Regions from separate parts of the Rattus norvegicus genome. Here region 1 is linked to region 2. Evidence: chromatin contacts called from public Hi-C data. All regions are on one chromosome and are shown on one strand. The core of a region is the stretch at or near the end of the contact, and the rest is flanking DNA. Distances in the headings are between cores, read along the strand shown. Region 1 overlaps Myom1 (myomesin 1). Region 2 holds the start of LOC102555687.

Region 1 (2,805 bases), core at 72-2,571, 66 kb before region 2:
TTAAAACGACTTACTTTTAAGTCTGGCTTTCTCAGCTGGGTCCAGAGCAGCCACGGGCTCAGAAACTCGAGATGGCAAGCCTATTCCAGTTTTATTCACAGCACGGACTCGGAATATGTAGGAACGACCTTCTATCAAACCAGTGACTGGAAACCGAGCAAACTTCACAGGCGTGTCGTTGCACTGAGACCAGGTGTCTGTGCCCACCTCACACCTGAGGGAGAGAGGGATTAGCAGAATCTTACGAGGACTAAGGTTAAGTGAAGAGGGCCAAGGCACGAGTCCACCCTGTCACGTCAGATCTGACCTGTGTCAAAACCTGGAACTCCTGCATGGCTTCTCAGCTTAGACTTCAAACACTCAGTTCCTCTCAAGTTCAATATGTGTCATTTTAAATTTTTCTTTTAAAAATCTCAAGTATTTGTGTGTGTGTGTGTGCAAGTGTGTGTATGTATGTATCTGTGTGTGTGTCTGTGTGTATTAGTGTGTGTGAGTGTGTGTGTGTTTATAATATGTATGTCTGTTCATGTATGTGTGTCTGTGTATATGTCTGTGTGTGAGTGTGGTATGTGACTCTATGTGTGTTTGTGTACACAAGTGCCCCAAAGTGCATGTGGAAGTCAATGGACAACTTGAAGGAGTTTTTTCTTCCTCTGTCATGTGGGATATGGGTACCCATCCACCTTTACTCACTATGACATCTTACCAGCCAGCAACTTGTCATTTTTTAACATGAAGAACAGACCCTCAGACCTTTCTAAACTGTGTTTCAAGAAGAGAAGTGAGGGATGGGGGTAAGAAAACCATCAGATGTCCAGAATCCTTTTTATTTAATTTTTTAATGTGTATGGGTGTTTTGCCCGTATAAGTGCCTGTGCACCACTTATGCCCTGGTGCCTGCCAAGGACAGATGTTGGATCCCTTGGAACTGGAGTTGCAGACAGTTGTGAGTTGCCATGTGGGTGGTGGGAATTGAACCCAGGTCTTCTGAAGAGCAGCCAGTGCTTTAACCACTGAGCTGGCTCTCCAGAATCTTTATGCAGAAGAGGTTTAGGAAAAGGATCCCTCATCCCTGCCCCCACTGACACCTTTAATGTCACTGCTAGTAATTTCTCTGTCTTCTTTAGGCATTTTCTTTTAAAAGCAGAACTGCTGTGGGATAATTTGGGACCTAAAAAGCTAAGTGTACAGCTGGGCATGGTGCTGCACACCTGTAATCCCAGCATTTGGGAACCTGAGGTAAAAGGATCATGACTCTGAGGCTAGTCTAGGCTAAACAGGGAGACTCTCCAAAATGTGAACCGACCAAACGAAACAGAATGAAAAGCTATTTGCACTGCAGTTTGGAAAGCCGCTTGTTGTTTTCTTACTTGGTGATCGCTATGTTCTGTGTGAGTACAAGGGTCAGGAGGTTATTGTAACACTTTTTTTTTCTTTCCTTTTTTTTCGGAGCTAGGGACCGAACCCAGGGCCTTGTGCTTGCTAGGCAAGTGCTCTACCACTGAGCTAAATCCCCAACCCCTATTGTAACACTTTTGTTTCTTTTCTTTCCTCGTCCTCTACTCTGCCCTCTCTCCCAAGCTGGTTTTGAACTCGCAACCCTCGTGCCTCTACCTCCTAAGTACTGGGACCACATACCATGCCCAGCCATGCTTTTCTCTGTAACAATGAGGCTGATGATATCCACCAGGAAATGGAGTGTGGGGAAACTGATTTCCAGCTGCCTGCTACTGTAGCAGCTGGGACCCAAGACCCGAGTCAGAGAACTGCTCAGAAGATAATACGATAGTTCGTATGTCGATATCGAAGCCAGTCTACACAGCTTTAGGGACTCGATGTCTGAGCGAATTGTGCAGCATTGTGATACAGCAACTCCTTGTTTTTTTTTACAAGTCGTACACAATGCTTTAGCTTGAAATGCATCCCCAATATGACACTATGTTCAGAACGTATACAATTCCCATCTAGTTCTCATGGGAGGGCAGGGCCAAAAAACCTGGGAGATGGTTGGAGGAGGGGAGGTCTTCCCTTCCTCACTATCTTTTACATTCTTTGATGTGGATAATGACGGTTGCCTTTAACATTATGTAAGTTTCTATAAAATGTATTTGCAATTCGTGTCTCCCTAAATGTCTGCTTTGCAGGGTTTGGGGAGTTGCTGTGTGTGGGGAATGGCAGGGAGCCGAGGGAACTATAGCAGTTCTATCTGTGTCTCCCAAGGTCTGTCTGTCTGTTCAGGCACTGCCAACATGACTCCGTGACACTAGAATGTGCTTCTTAACCTTCATTTGTGCAAAAAAAAAAAAAAAAAGGTGGAGGGCATCTTCTCTAGAAGCTTCTACAGCGCGTTGGAGCAGAAAGAGCACTGACCTACAGTTGAGCTGTATTTGAATTCTAGCTCTGGGCTTCCTATGTGTGGCCTTAGGCAAGCTAACATTTCTTGGCTGGCATGTGGCTTGAGCCAGCTCTTTCTTTCCTACCTGCAATAGCAAGGCCTGTCCAGGATGGTTATGGATTAGTGGTAAATACATGAAGTGTTTAGAACAGTGTTTAGCCATCAGTAGGTATTAGCCATGCTGTGCTCATTTATAATGACCAGGGCAAGAGAAGAACAGCATGCGTGGATTTTCCTGTCTTCCATAAAGTCTGCAGATCCCTCAGCTATTTGTCAAAGACAACAAAGCAGAAACTGACAATAAAAAGGAGTTTGTTAAGCCTCCACATTTGTCAAAAGCAAGTGAATCTCCCATCCTATTGTCTATCTATGCTAAATAGAAAGAACTGGTTACAAACATTTCTCCCTCA
Region 2 (2,875 bases), core at 304-2,803:
CTGACAGTGTCAGAGGCCTTCCGTAGTGGGTCTAAGACGTCCTTTCCACATTGACTTGGTATATCCATATATCCATAGTTACCTGTGGGAGTGAATACAGGGTGAACAGAAACCAATTTCAAATGAGCCGGGTTCTTTGCTCCTCCAGATGACCTGACACCTCTCTCTGTCTCTCTGTCTCTCTCTCTCTCTGTCTGTCTCTCTCTGTCTCTCCCTCCCTCCCTCTATTAACCCCTAGAATCAGGGCAATCTGCCTCTGTAACATCTTCCTAGCTTCCAGGTAGGTTTATTTGCTCTTCTGTAATCTATTCATTTTTGTTCCCTGTAATTCTCTGCCCTTTCTCTTTCAACCCACAACCCAATCCCGAGGAAACAACTGTTCATTTATGTCGAGCAAACCATAGCCCCTCCACAGTACTTACCAGTTTAAAACCTATTGATTAATTTGGTAAGGATACATCGGCAACTCCTAGGAAAGCGACAAGATACTGTTTTCCAGCTGAGACCTGAGACGGAACAGAAGCTGCTCATTTCCTCGTCCACAGAATGCGGTTTGGTGTTCCCCTTCCGGACAGGGAGCTTTCCAGTAGGGCAGACCATATCCTTGTGGAGGTGCATGCACTGCAGAAGCCTCATTGCCTCAGAAGCCACCTCTGTTTCTGACTGCTCAGACCTCTGAGTTTGTACTGTCACGGCTGTATCCCCAATCTTCCCTAGAAGTCATGTTGGGCTTCTTAAGTCCTTGACAACCCAGAACCCTCTCTTAAAGACCTTAGCTTAGGGAGCTGGAGGTGAAGTACTTAGTTACTTGTATTTTTAGTTACCACTCCAAGTGAATATCAAAGAAGGGAGGGAAACTTTGTTTCTGCCATCTATAGGATTACGGTATTTTTTTCTCTCATTGGCCTTGCCTCTGAATTAACTTTAAACCGCATCACTAATTAATGAGACGAATGCTTCTTGAAGGAAACAACTGATCTTAGGGATATTTAACACATATCCTTATTGTCTCGCCAGGATTGTGACCCCTCTTCCTTTAAAGAGGAACTATTGTTAGCAGCTGAGCCACGCAAGAAGACCCGGCGAGTAAATAGGTCCAGCACTTTATTCCAATTACATCATTCACCCTGGAGCGGTAGGTGGGGCAGGCAGGAGTCACCATCAGGGTAAAAGGGGACTCTGGAAGAAAGTTCCAGAGAACGTTTTGCAAGAGGGAGCGGAACAATCAAAACTGAATTCATGAACTCTATGTGGGCCAAAGAGGCAGCGCGGCCCTGAAACTTTAGTATTCCGTCCCGCGTGGGAAAAGTGAGGAGCTATTTTAAAATTCCTTTTCATACTTTTCGAGTTGCTCGCACACTCCCTTCCGCGCCGCCCAGACACTGAGGCGCTGACCCACAGGCTGATTCACACTAGTTTCCCGCGCAGGCGCACTCCAGCCGAGCGGGGGCGCCGGGCTGGGGAGCGGGGCCAAGGCTAGTCACGTGAGACCCGCGGCACTTCTCTCCTCAATTTCCCTAAATGGACTTAGACGGGGTTCCCCGCCTATCTCCACGCTCTGGAATGCGGGCAGAGGAGAGCTCCAGGACAGGCGCAACCATCTGCCGAAGAGGGGGGAGGAAGCAGAATCACAGTTCAAACGGAGACGCGAGAAAGACGAAGAGTCAGTAATTAGACCGAGAGGTCCTCCACACGTCCATTTCAGCCCTAAACTCCCCGTTCGGTACTTCTCATCGGCGCCCTGAGCCCGCCATCTGCTCTGACACCTTCCCTGAGGTCCCCCTCCCGTCAGGGCTGGCCCATAGAGGCGGCGGAGAATGGCCGCCAGGCTTCCTTCCGGTTTGCGAGCGGAGGCCGGAAGTGGCCGTTCTTGGGCGGCTGGAAAGTTAGAAAGTTTGTGAGGGCGGCGGCAAAGCTTCGCAGAGACGCTCACTCTTGGTTCTCGCGGCTGAGCAGGGTGAGTGGTGCTGGCCGCCGAGCGGGCGTGGCCCGGCCCCAGGAGGTGTCCTCGCCGGGCGGCGGTGAACGTGGGGGCCGCCGGGAGCCGCGGCTGGGGAGCGCACCTGGGCAGGTGTGTCTCCGCGAGCCCGGGGAGAGCGGGGCGTGGAGCAACGGGCCGGGGAGCCGGGGCAGCCCGGGCGCAGACGTCGCTCTGCTTCCCAAACTTGGATCTTGGGAAATGTTGCTTAGCTCGCCAGCGCGGTGCGCCTTGGACCATTGCCTGCCCGCGAAACCAGAGCCCCACAGAGCTGACTCCGGAGCTCTGTTGAGTTGCTAACGTAAACTTGCGGGAACCGAGAGAGTTGTGGATAAAACCGTAGCACAGCCGCCCTCGGCCCTGTCTTTGCAGCTCAGCGCGCGCCCCTCTAAGTAGAACTTTTAAAAGTGCTATTTGAACAGAGAGGAGATTGAAGTTTTGTTTGCCTGATATTAAGAGTCAGTAGGGATGTAAATATATAAGATCTTTAGGGATCTTTTAAGATTTTAACTTCTTTAGTGCAAAACTTGTGTCAAAGGGTGACGAAAGTGAATCTCCACTAAAGTTGCTGGTATTTTCTTTTTTCTGGATGGCTTTTGATGAGGATTAATTAGAAAAGCATTTTTTGTCTTCAAAAGTGAAGCGTGGTTCATTAGTCAATCCTGGCAACTAATGACTTTTTTAAAGGTGCTCAGAACTCTTGGGTGTGGCTGTCTAGGAAAATCCAAGCTGACTCTCAACCGGAAGTGTGCCTAAGAAGTAAAAACGTGGTTTTCCTTGAAACTGAAATAACAGCTTGAAAATACACTTTAAAAAACTGAGTTTATCGCCCTCCCCCATCTCGTCTTGTAAAAAAGTGCATTGATTTGATCTGGATTTCAAAGCAAGCCATACCTA

The links. Hi-C and Micro-C count contacts between places; a contact is called where the count stands out from the background.
Region 1: a contact with region 2 is called in a Hi-C map of liver, with 5 times the contacts expected there. The contact joins the enhancer-like site here to the promoter of LOC102555687 in region 2. A contact is called at or near these places in 4 of 12 Hi-C or Micro-C datasets (the A7r5 cell line, Schwann cells, kidney and 1 more).

The regions. Positions count from the first base shown.
Region 1 is chr9:118,410,692-118,413,496 of GRCr8, reverse strand. It overlaps Myom1 (myomesin 1), which reads right to left. Exons shown (of 37, transcript NM_001191584.1): 11 at 15-214. Among named protein-coding and RNA genes, the nearest start is that of Myom1, 45 kb to the right of the region's middle. Within about 2 kb of position 1,321, at least 1 of the 93 cell types and tissues checked has an H3K27ac peak or open chromatin away from gene starts, as enhancers often do. A contact at or near this core is called in liver, where this site is marked.
Region 2 is chr9:118,345,248-118,348,122 of GRCr8, reverse strand. It overlaps LOC102555687, which reads right to left and starts at 1,553. Exons shown (of 5, transcript XR_357340.5): 1 at 1,341-1,553; 2 at 423-506; 3 at 1-82. It overlaps Myl12a (myosin light chain 12A), which reads left to right and starts at 1,846. Exons shown (of 4, transcript NM_001135017.1): 1 at 1,846-1,957.